Linked DNA regions of Sus scrofa: all the other regions are linked to region 1. Evidence: chromatin contacts called from public Hi-C and HiChIP or PLAC-seq data. All regions are on one chromosome and are shown on one strand. The core of a region is the stretch at or near the end of the contact, and the rest is flanking DNA. Distances in the headings are between cores, read along the strand shown.

What was found. A called contact is a pair of places that touch in the nucleus more often than the background predicts. HiChIP or PLAC-seq counts read pairs in DNA pulled down with a chosen protein or histone mark.
Region 2: a Hi-C map of liver shows a contact between it and region 1, with 5 times the contacts expected there. The contact joins the promoter of NEK8 here to the promoter of KIAA0100 in region 1. A contact is called at or near these places in 1 of 5 promoter capture datasets (liver), 7 of 47 Hi-C or Micro-C datasets (blood, heart right ventricle, liver and 1 more) and 2 of 2 datasets of contacts at active chromatin or transcription factors (alveolar macrophages and skeletal muscle).
Region 3: a contact with region 1 is called in an H3K27ac HiChIP or PLAC-seq map of alveolar macrophages. The contact joins the promoter of UNC119 here to the promoter of KIAA0100 in region 1. A contact is called at or near these places in 1 of 5 promoter capture datasets (fetal liver), 4 of 47 Hi-C or Micro-C datasets (blood, heart right ventricle, liver and 1 more) and 2 of 2 datasets of contacts at active chromatin or transcription factors (alveolar macrophages and skeletal muscle).
Region 4: a contact with region 1 is called in a Hi-C map of liver, with 2.7 times the contacts expected there. The contact joins the enhancer-like site here to the promoter of KIAA0100 in region 1. A contact is called at or near these places in 1 of 5 promoter capture datasets (liver), 3 of 47 Hi-C or Micro-C datasets (embryonic fibroblasts, liver and skeletal muscle) and 2 of 2 datasets of contacts at active chromatin or transcription factors (alveolar macrophages and skeletal muscle).

What each region holds. Positions count from the first base shown.
Region 1 is chr12:44,892,100-44,894,799 of Sscrofa11.1, forward strand. KIAA0100 (protein KIAA0100 homolog) reads right to left here and starts at 1,369. Exons shown (of 43, transcript XM_003131765.5): 1 at 1,210-1,369; 2 at 246-369. The coding sequence starts at 1,277.
Region 2 is chr12:44,961,781-44,964,480 of Sscrofa11.1, forward strand. It overlaps NEK8 (serine/threonine-protein kinase Nek8), which reads left to right and starts at 1,315. Exons shown (of 16, transcript XM_021067481.1): 1 at 1,315-2,049. It overlaps TLCD1 (calfacilitin), which reads right to left and starts at 1,243. Exons shown (of 3, transcript XM_013989985.2): 1 at 850-1,243; 2 at 285-540. The coding sequence starts at 1,043.
Region 3 is chr12:44,805,980-44,808,679 of Sscrofa11.1, forward strand. It overlaps UNC119 (protein unc-119 homolog A), which reads right to left and starts at 1,355. Exons shown (of 5, transcript XM_003131761.5): 1 at 1,043-1,355. The coding sequence starts at 1,262. It overlaps PIGS (phosphatidylinositol glycan anchor biosynthesis class S), which reads right to left. Exons shown (of 12, transcript NM_001244339.1): 12 at 2,352-2,700.
Region 4 is chr12:44,979,384-44,982,083 of Sscrofa11.1, forward strand. It overlaps TRAF4 (TNF receptor-associated factor 4), which reads left to right. Exons shown (of 7, transcript XM_021067485.1): 3 at 48-152; 4 at 229-390; 5 at 483-644; 6 at 731-886; 7 at 1,141-2,267. The coding sequence ends at 1,773. Among named protein-coding and RNA genes, the nearest start is that of TRAF4, 5.1 kb to the left of the region's middle. Within about 2 kb of position 1,383, at least 20 of the 83 cell types and tissues checked have an H3K27ac peak or open chromatin away from gene starts, as enhancers often do. A contact at or near this core is called in alveolar macrophages and liver, where this site is marked.

The sequences.
Region 1 (2,700 bases), core at 119-2,618:
TTCTGTGCTTCTGTTATCTTTCTTACATGCCCTCGACACTCTGCGCCTTATAAGCATTTTTAACAGAACCACTTGCATCAATTCCAGTATTCCCAAACTAGCTCTAAGATCATCTTGGCAAAGGGGTGCAAGGCTGCGTTAACTAGGAGAGAGAGCCACTACAATTCTTAAAAAAGGAAATCAAAAGTTGAAATTCATTTGGATCAACCCCACATACTACCCAGGGAGTTTCCCAGGACTCTCACCACTGTTTGCTGGTGCTGCTGAAATTTAAGACTAACATTCTGTATCCAAAAAAAGGAGCCAATCTTTAGTTCCGCCTTCAGCTTCCGCTGACACCAACTGGTGGCCAACCGGACCACAAGCCACCTGCAGAAAAATCCTTATGAGTTCATAGGACCCTCTCCCAATTATGGCCTCCCTCACCCCCTGCTGGCCCTAGAACACCTTCCAAAGGACCATGATTTGTAGCTGAATCTTCTGGGCAGCTCTCCTGTCTTCCAAAACACCATTCTGTCATATACATTCATCCGCGCAGATCAGGACCCCAGCCCTGGAGTGTCCCCTCCACCCAGATGAAATCAGACGAACTAAACTGCACCTTCTAAGTTGGAGACAAAGAAAGCAATCCCTCAAATCCTTAGGAACCCCAGAGATAGAGAGAAGACTCCCAAGAGAAGTCGAAGGACAAGCACCCCTGCCAGATGTGCCCATCACATCACCCCAAAGGGTCTCCTTCGCCTTCCAGACAGGTGTCCGCGAGAAGGCACTGTGGGGTCACACCCAGCCGACTCAAATGCCGCTCTCCCTGGGCAGCCAGACCTGTTCCTGCTCCCCAGGGCAGGTTGCAGGTGCCCTTCGCGCTCGCGGAAGAGGACGTTCAGAGGCGAGTGAATGGAAAAAGAAAAGCCGAGCCCCGTCCTCACTCACACCTCCATCCTCCTCCCAATCGTAGCATCTCCTCAGGCCTCGTCCGCTTGCTTGTTCTCCCCCCCACTCCCGGTTCTTCCGAGACAGCTCCGGTCGTACGCCCCCGCTCGATCCCTTTCCTAGTCGCTAGCCCCCTCCTCGGCCCCTCCCCCTCTCCATCTCCCCACCTCTAGCCCCTTCCCCCTCCCGCCCGCTTCTTTCCTGCGCGCGCCCCCTCCTCAGCCTCTCTTCCTTCCCTTCCCACTGTCCCCTCCCCCGCTGTAGCTGGGATCCCCTCACCGGCCTAGGAAGAGGGCGATGAGCGCAACCAACAGCAAGGCCAAGAGCGCGGAGAAGAACAGGGGCATTCCGGCCCCGGCCCGGCCCGGCTCTGGCCCCCGCCCTGCCGGGGCAGCCCCCGCCGGCTCCAAGCTGGGCCGCCACGGGCCGACCAGCAACAAGCGCAGGGACAGCGCGGGGGGAGGAAGCGTTGGCGCGAGTGCGCCCCGCCCCCTCCCGCAGCCAGCCAGCCTGCCAGCTGTCTTTCGGCCCCGCCCGCCCGGCGCCCGCGATCCAGTGGGGCCAACCGGCTGCTAGCGCGAAGTGTAGGCGTGGCTCCGGAAGGAGCGCACTGGGAGCGGCCCTCAAGCCGATTGACACACAGGCCCCGCCTCAGGCGCACCCTTCTGGACCCGGAAAAGCGGAACCGGGTTTACTCGCCAGGGCCTAGGCTCGCCCGGGCCTAGGCTCGCTCCCAGGATGTCAGAGGACCCGGATGGATCGCTTCACTGCGGGGAGATCCTCTCTCAAAGCGTTTCCCAGAGTAGTTGTATAGAGTCTGCGTGGCCACTTAGGGCCTGGACTGAGGCTAATGCCCCAGTTATACCCCTGGGTCATACGAAGTACTTATCCTGTCTTATTCCAGAGCCTTATCCGAACATCATTGAGGAAACCAAGGGGTAATTAAAAGGCCTCAAAAGTCCCACCTCATTCCATTCACAACAGAATGAATTTTTAACTCATTTACTGTTCAAATGTTCTAGTTAATATGTATTGTGCTGCTGTGTGGGCAGCACCATTCTGGACCTTTCCTTGCAGTTTTCAGTTTTCTACTGTCAACAGCAGTCAAAGCACTGCGCTGGAGTGGTATTACAGAAGTAAAGAATAGGAGTTCCCGTCGTGGCGCAGTGGTTAACGAATCCGACTAGGAACCATGAGGTTGTGGGTTCGGTCCCTGCCTTGCTCAGTGGGTTAACGATCACGGCGTTGCCGTGAGCTGTAGTGTAGGTCGCAGACGCGGCTCGGATCCCGTGTTGCTGTGGCTCTGGCGTAGGCTGGTGGCTACAGCTCCAATTCGACCCCTAGCCTGGGAACCTCCATATGCCGCGGAAGCGGCCCAAAGAAATAACAAAAAGACAAAAAAAAAAGTAAAGAATATTGTACTTGGAATTCCTCTGTGGCACGGTGGGTTAAGGATCTGGTATTGTCACTGTAGCTGCCCAGGTCATTGCTGTGGCGTGGGTTTGATCCCTGACCCAGGAATTTCCTCCTGCTGCAGGTAAGACCAAAAAAAAAAAAAAAAAAAAAAAGCTTGTGTGTGTGTGTGTGTGTACATATTGTACATATCTTCCACAAGAACTATCTAAGAACTATCTATATATGTTCTTGCCCTTTGGGAACAATTTATCTGGAAAGCAAACATCATTATGTGAAATAGAGAATTCAGTCAACTTTATTTTACCTGTTTCTCTGTGAAATGCAACAGGACAAATGTTCCTTCCAACTCTAGTG
Region 2 (2,700 bases), core at 65-2,564, 70 kb after region 1:
GGCTAGGAAATCCTCCCGTTTGCATCTTTTGGAAACACAGTGTATTCAATACAATTACATTTTGAACCCTATCCACAAGTTCTTGCTATGGGTGGAGTTTTCAGGCAAAGAAAATGAGGCCACGATTGCTGGCCTCAAGTAGTGAAGCAAGGGTACAGAGACTACCAACCCTCAGCATTCTAGCATTAGACCATAGGCCCCTGGGTGGGGTTATCTCCCAGATTCAAAAAGGCTTAGATTAGGTTGCTAGCACCAGGCCTATTCCACATCCCCTGCTCACTTACCATGACGTGATGGACAAGGTATTCCCAAGAAGCCCGTGATTGATGACTAACCACGATATCCACCGTGTCGTGGATGAAATACCCTAGCCGAGGGATGGGGAAGAGGTCATAAACGGGACTGAGCAAGAAACATTCCTGTCCCTCCCAACTACTTAATACGAAGCAAGACCTACCTGCAGAGAAACAAACGAGCAGATAGCCAGAAAGCGACCATGCTGTTTCAATCTCTACCAGCATCTCCGGGGTCTGCCATATACTGGATGGGAGGGAAGAAGGCAGGCGCTTCACTCGGTATCCCCAAGGACCCACAACCATGCCAGTGCCCGGGGAGTCTGGGCTGGTGCTATTGGCTGACCGGGAGCGAGGAGGGGCTTGGCTGAAACCCAGGTGTTCGCCGTTTCCCAGGTGAGAACCCCCCTCCCCTGGGGCTGCAGCCGCTCCTGGTTGGACAGCATTCTAAACCGGGAATCAGGTGAGACTGCCTGGGCCTCAGCCCGCCAATGAGTGATGGGAAGAGTAATGCGGGATCCCCTAGCCGCCTTCACTCCCCCAGTCCTTCACTCACCACAGCAGCGCCCAGGTCCCTGACACAATGGAATGGGCGAAGGAGACGAGCAGGTTGTGCCAGCGCCAGGTGCGCAGGGGGTCGGCGCGCACGTGCGCCGGTAGGGCCAGGCGACAGAGCGCGTGCCGGAGCGCCCGGAAGGTCAGCGTGGCGCCCAGGAGCAGCGGCAGGGCGGGGAGCAGCATTGGGGGCATGCTGACCCTCCCTGCCTTCTGTCTGTTCGCCCTCTAGGCCGCCTCCTCCGGCAGTTCGGGAAAGGGACTTTCTTTTGGGCTGGTCCACCCCCGACGCCTTTCCTGGCGGCCGCCAGCCTCACACACACTGTCTCCGCGGAGCCCTGTAGGCCCCCTTCGCTCCTCCCGTCCCTTCCCGTCCGGCCTCTGCCCCCGCCCCCAACCACCCGCGCCCCCGCCCCGCCCCGCCCTCCTGTCCCCGCCCCTCCGGCGCCTCCGCAGCGCGGAGGGCGAGAGCCCCATTTCCCCTCAGGCCCCCCAGGCCCCGCCAGGCTCCCGCGGACTTTGGGCAAAAGAGGCTGTCCTGGGGCCGCCACCGCCAAGCCACCCCTCGCTGGCGCCTCCCGACTGCCGACGGAGTCCCGCTTCGCTCGCCTGGCCTGGTTAACCCAAATCCCCTGGCGTCCCAGCTCCCCTGCCTGGGCGGGCCCTGAGAGAACTCTCTCCTCCCTTACCTCCTTTACCCGCAAAGCTGGGCGGGACCCGTCACGCACCCACGTCTTTTAAATCCCTAAACCTGGGGACCAGCCGGTGCCCCGTATCCGACGATGATCTCTCAGACCGTATTTTTCCGCTAGCATCTTCAGGCCAGAGTCGAACACGTTTACCTGCCTCTACCTCATCCCGCCCAAGTCACTGCCTAGAATCTGTCGACTAACCTATCACCACCCCTCCTCCCAGCCGGCTCTTGGGCTCCTGGGGCCGCGCGGCAGTCACAGTCCTCCCTCAGACAGTCCCAGCTCTCTTCTCCCCGCTTCCTGGAGGCCGGAGCGGGGAAGACGGCCGATGTGCCCAGGCCACCAGGGTGACCCTCACTTTGCCGGCCAGTGGCCTGGAGCAGTTGCAACTCACGACCGCTAGGTGACAGCCTGTCCTCACGCGGCGTGGGATCCCCTCCCGGCGTACAAGGAAGGAGGTGGTGTTTTTGCCCAAGAGTTAACCAGACTCAGCGAACGAAAGGGCGGAGGTAAAAGAGAAGGGAGTAGTTGGAGCGGGGGTGGGGGGCTGCTCTGAGAGTGAGGGAAAACCAGAAGCCTGAGGCGCCAAGAGGTTTGGGTGTTTGCTCTGCCTCCCCTGATGGCTCCAAGGTTACACATTAACCTCTCTGGGGCTCCGGGTCAACCAAGGCCTGATCAGTTTCTAGGTGAGAACACGGAGTGTCCCAGCTGAGTGGCTTTCCCCCTTGCCCTCCTCTGCTCACAGGGCAGCTTTGTCCGCCGGACACCCTGGCCTGAGCCAGCTACCAACAGGCCCTCATGGGGCCTTTCCAGTGGTCATTCCACGTGGGTAGTTTTGGGTACCCTTTCAAGGGCCAGGGTGGGAACAGAAGATAAACACCCCTTTCCTCACGTTCCTCACCCACTCAGAAATAGGGACGCTATCCCTTAGCTAATCATCGTCCTTCCTGCTACCTTAACTGAGATTTTATAGAGGTCATGAAGGGCAGAAGGCGGTGGGTAGACACCTGGAATTAAACTCACTTCCGGCCAAGATCTTAGACTATTGTACTACTAACCAGCCCCCCACCTCTGGGCAGAAGATTTGAACCCATATCAGGCGAATGATTCTTTCCTCCTCTCCCGCCTGGATGCCTTCAGGTGGTAGTCCCGTTCCCTCC
Region 3 (2,700 bases), core at 105-2,604, 86 kb before region 1:
CTGCCTCTCCAAATGCTGTGTTCTTTGACGCTCAACCACTGCCTCTGCCATGAGACTTCCTGGTCCTTGTTGCCTGCCTCTGGTGACCCCCTCCCCTGCCCTGAATGCCCAGTTGTCTGCCTCTCAGCAGCAGCTATGAGCAGTCCTGTGGGGCCCTCAGTACTATTGATAAAAGAGCCCTATTTACAGGGCATGCACAACGCCAGGCACGGTGCAAAATCAGAGGATTTATTTTCACAATAGCTCTGTAAGGTAGGAGTTATTATCCCCATTTTACAGGTGAATATGTGCAGAGAGGTGAAGTTATGAGCCCAAGATCATACAGCCAATTACACGACAAAGCTGGAAGTTCAGCTTAGGCAGGTCGAGCTCAGAAACTCAGCCACAGTGGAGACTTGGCCTCCCAGAAGAGGTCAGGCCCTAGTCCAGGCTGCGTGGGGTGGCGCGGGGGGGGGGGGGGGCATTCATTAACCCACTCCCTTGAGAGAGCCCAGAGCCAACCCACTGAAGTTTCCTCTTCAGGTTCTTTCCGGGGTAGGAGGATGGCTTCAGACTTCCTGGGGTGTCCAGGGTGAGGGCATTAACGATCAGGGAGACAGGAGGGTTTTGATACCACCCAAGTAACTCTGCCTCCACCAAGCCTCCAGGGTGGAGACTGAGGACAGACTGCCCTTAGCCCCCCTCCTCGTTATTGCAGAGAAAATCTTCACAGGGTTCTGAGGACTGTGGGGAAGGGGTCACAGTAGCAGCTGCTGCCCACCTCCACCCTTGGAAAAGGGGGATAGACTCTTCAAAAAGGAAAGAGTCGGGTGGAAAGAAATCTCTACAGAAAGAAGGGGGCACAGAGAGATATCAAAGGAAGGAGGTACATGGAGATCTCAGGCCCAGAGGCAGAAGGATAGGGGACACCGGCCAGGGAGACCCGGGTGGGGGAGGGGAGGCAGGGGAGGGAGGGAAAGGGGGCGGGGGCCCGGGCTCCGCGCGCCTCGAGGGCCCTCTCTAGCTCCCGCCTGCCGGCGGCGTTCCCTCGCTTGGTGCTCACCGCCCGTGATCCGCTGCAGCCCCAGCACGTCCTCCGGCCCGATCGGCTGCTTCCTCTGCAGCGGCCCCGGCCTGGGCCCCGAGCCTGCCTCCGGCTCCGACTCGGACCCGGACCCGGATTCCGCCTGCGGCTCCAGCTTGGGCTCCACGCTTGGGCCCGAGGCCCCTGAAGCGGGCTCCGCCGCCGTCCCGGCCCCGCCGCCGCCCTTCTTCACCTTCATGGCCTCGCGGGGCCGCGGCTCGCCTGCTGCCGCCGCGGCTGCCTGCGCCGGCTGGAGCAAAGGGGGAGCGTCCGCAGCCCCGCCCCCGCCGGGGCCCCAGGTACCGCCCCGCCCCCGGGGTGGGCCCAGAACTGGCCCCGCCCACCGCCCGCCCACCTGAGCTACTCACGCGGGCAGGGTTGAGGCTCGCTCCCAGGTTCTCTCATTTTTGTTCCCACTTTTATCTGTAGGAATTTTAAGGCTACCTTCTCCTTACTCGCTGTACTCCAGCCGCTCCGCCCTTCTCTCCGCCCCTCAAAAGAGTTCCCGCCTCAGGGTCTTTGCCTGGGATGCTCTTCCCCCAGAAGGCCTCCTCTTGTCCTTCTAGTCTCAGCTCAAATACCTCTGCTCAGAGGCCCTCTCAGACTCACAATCTCAAGTACCAATACCAACCCCCAGTCACTATCTGATCAGCCTATTTTTTCTTTCTAAAGCATTATCTGAAATTAGTTTCGTTTGTTCACTCTTTCCCCCTTAAAGACCAATTACTTAAAAGCAGAGGTCCTATCCGTTCTCTAAAATACCACTCAGCACCTTGCATAATGCCCACTGCAGCCTGTGCTCAATACAGCTGGCCCTTGAACGACATGAGTTTGAAGTGTGTAGGGCCACTTATATGTGCACTTTTTTCCAATAAAAAATACTACACAATGGAAGGTTGGGTGAAACTGCAGATGCGAAACTGCTAATACCCAGGGCCAATGATAAATTATACTCTGATTCTGAATGCACCGGAAGGTGGGTGTCCCAACCCCTGCATTCTTAAAGGGTCAATTTTATTTTATTTTTGAATTTATGAATTAGTTAGTATCTGAGGGCTTACACCAGTAAAAGCTATTCTCTCCCAAACCCCCTGCTAGACAAGCCAGGACACACTGAGGGACAATAGCCTACAAGATTCTAGCCACCACAGGGCCCTCCAAGATAGGGAGGCAGGAAGGGCACATAGCCAGTAGAAGCAAAGTGGACCAGTGAGCCCAGGAGGACAGGCATCAGGAAATCATTACTTAAAACACAAATGAATGAAAGTTACACTCATACTTCATATAATTCCAATTCACATTCAACCAACGTTTATTGAGAGCCTAGAATATGCCAGACACTTTCACATGCTCATCCATTTAATACTCACAACCACCTTGTAAGGGAGGTATCAGTGCTATTTTTAAATGAAAAACTGAGGCTCAGGGAGGATTAAGTGGCCTACTCAAAGCTCCCCAGATGATAAGGGCAGAAGCAAGGGTTTGAATTCAGATGTGTTTGATCCCAAGTCCGGAATTTTCCCCACCGCACCATACTGCCTCTAGGTAAAGATAAAGGCAACCTCTGCCACACACAGCAATAGGCTGCACCCAACAGGTGTAGCCAGCCTGGAGCAAGGGGAGTAAGGGAGAAGGCC
Region 4 (2,700 bases), core at 133-2,632, 87 kb after region 1:
GGAATTGGGCTCTGACCCTGATCAGTTCCCCCCATCCTTGCCCCCAGATCTACCCAGACCCAGAGCTAGAGGTACAGGTCCTGGGCCTGCCTATCCGCTGCATCCACAGTGAGGAGGGCTGCCGCTGGAGTGGGCCACTTCGGCACCTGCAGGTGAGACTCTGGTTGGGGTGGCGAGGTGGGGGGACCCCCCTCCTTTGGCCGGCGCTGACTCAGCCCCTTCCATCAGGGCCACCTGAATACCTGCAGCTTCAATGTGGTTCCCTGCCCCAACCGCTGTCCCACCAAGCTGAGCCGCCGGGATCTGCCCGCACACCTGCAACACGACTGCCCCAAGCGGCGCCTCAAGTGCGAGTTCTGTGGCTGTGACTTCAGCGGGGAGGCCTTTGAGGTGGGTGGGGCCTGGCTGAGGGTCGGTCGGGGGAGAATGGGTACCTGGTGGCTCAGGGATTCCTTAACTCAGCCCCGCTGCCATTTCCACAGAGCCACGAGGGTGTGTGCCCCCAAGAGAGTGTGTACTGTGAGAACAAGTGCGGGGCCCGCATGATGCGGCGGCTGCTGGCCCAGCATGCCACCTCTGAGTGCCCCAAGCGCACCCAGCCTTGCACCTACTGCACCAAGGAGTTCGTCTTTGACACCATCCAGGTGAGGCCCTTCCTGAGCGGGGACCATGGGGCAGGGAGCGGGGAGTCAGGCTACTGACCTCTGCCTCTCTGCCTCTGCGGCCCCAGAGCCACCAGTACCAGTGCCCCAGGCTGCCTGTGCCCTGCCCCAACCAGTGTGGCGTGGGCACTGTGGCCCGGGAGGACCTGCCCGGCCATCTGAAGGACAGCTGCAGCACTGCCCTGGTGCTGTGCCCATTCAAAGACTCTGGCTGCAAGCACAGGGTGAGTCGCCCCTCCTCCCGTCAGCTCCCTTCTCGGTCCTTGAAGCCTCAGACCTCAGCCCTTAGTGATCCCTGCTCTGCTGCTCTGAAGCCTCCAGTCCTCCCGCTGCTGGCCAGCTCCAGCCTCCTAGTGCCCTCTGTCTTTCTCCTTCAGAGCTAGGTGCCCGCCACCCTGTACCCACTCCTCCCCTCTCCCCTGGACTTGTTCCTACTAACTCTCCTCCCTTCCCCCATGGCCTGGGGCTCTGCCAACAGTGCCCTAAGCTGGCAATGGCACGGCACGTGGAGGAGAGCGTGAAGCCACATCTGGCCATGATGTGCGCCCTGGTGAGCCGGCAGCGGCAGGAGCTGCAGGAGCTGCGGAGAGAGCTGGAGGAGCTGTCGGTGGGCAGTGACGGCGTGCTCATCTGGAAGATTGGCAGTTACGGGCGCCGGCTACAGGAGGCCAAAGCCAAGCCCAACCTCGAGTGCTTCAGCCCCGCCTTCTACACGCATAAGTATGGCTACAAGCTGCAGGTCTCTGCTTTCCTCAACGGCAACGGCAGCGGGGAGGGCACACACCTCTCGCTCTACATTCGCGTGCTGCCAGGTGCCTTTGACAATCTCCTTGAGTGGCCCTTTGCCCGCCGCGTCACCTTCTCCCTGCTGGATCAGAGCGAACCTGGGCTGGCTAAGCCACAGCATGTCACTGAGACCTTTCACCCTGACCCAAACTGGAAGAATTTCCAAAAACCAGGCACTTGGCGGGGCTCCCTGGATGAGAGTTCGCTGGGCTTTGGCTACCCCAAGTTCATCTCCCACCAGGATATCCGCAAGCGAAACTATGTGCGGGATGATGCAGTCTTCATCCGTGCCTCTGTTGAATTGCCCCGAAAGATCCTCAGCTGAGTGCAGACCCAGCTGCAGGAGAAAGGGGGTGGGAAGTGACCATCAGGCACTGGCTGAGGCTGGAGAGGGGGCCGGACCCCCTTACAGCTGTCTCTGCTGCCTAGGTTCTGTTCCCCCTCCCTCCTTCCCCACCACCCTCAGGTGCCTCCTATTGGTGCTTCAGCCCTGGCCTCTGGGGAGAGCAGGTCTTTGGGTCATCAAGGGCTTGGAAACAAGTGATCCCAGGGCCTGTCTCCTGGGCAGGGCAGACATGCCTTGGTGCCGGCCACACTCTACCCAGGACTGAGGTGCCTGCTGGTGCTATGTCCCAAGAGCCATAGGGGGGAGGGGGATTTGGGAAACTGAGGGGTAGTTAAAGAATCTGTCTTGAGATCTGATTTCCCCTTCCCCCAGCTGTGTCCCCTCTGGTTATTTATTTACTTAGTGCCAGGAGGGCACAGCAGGGGAGCCCTGATTTTTAATAAATCCTGAATTGTATTTATTAACTTGGTTCCAGCCTGACTCATCTGGGTTACTTAGGGTCCTCGAAGGCTGGGCCCAGTTGCGAAGTCAAAGCACTGGTCAGAAAGGGGCTGCAGCCCCTCTGGCCTCAAAAGCCATTAGATTGCTGCCCTGTTGGGCCGCCCTCTGCTGGAGGACAGAAGGACTGCACTTGGCTTTGTGTGGACGACATTTGCCTGCTGCTGCCCTCTGGCGGTTAGATGGGGGAGGTGCAGGCTCTGGACGTTTTATAAGGTGAGCGTCTCTGATTATATACCCCACCAAAGACTAGTGTGCCTCAGCTGTACTCAGGTCTTGGACTGATAGTAGCTACCATCTGTTGAGTACTTTTCATGCGATTAACAACTGCTAAGCACTTTATATGCATTATTTCATTTAATACAACAATCAAGTGAAGTAGCTTTTAATAAAAGGACCTACCTTAGT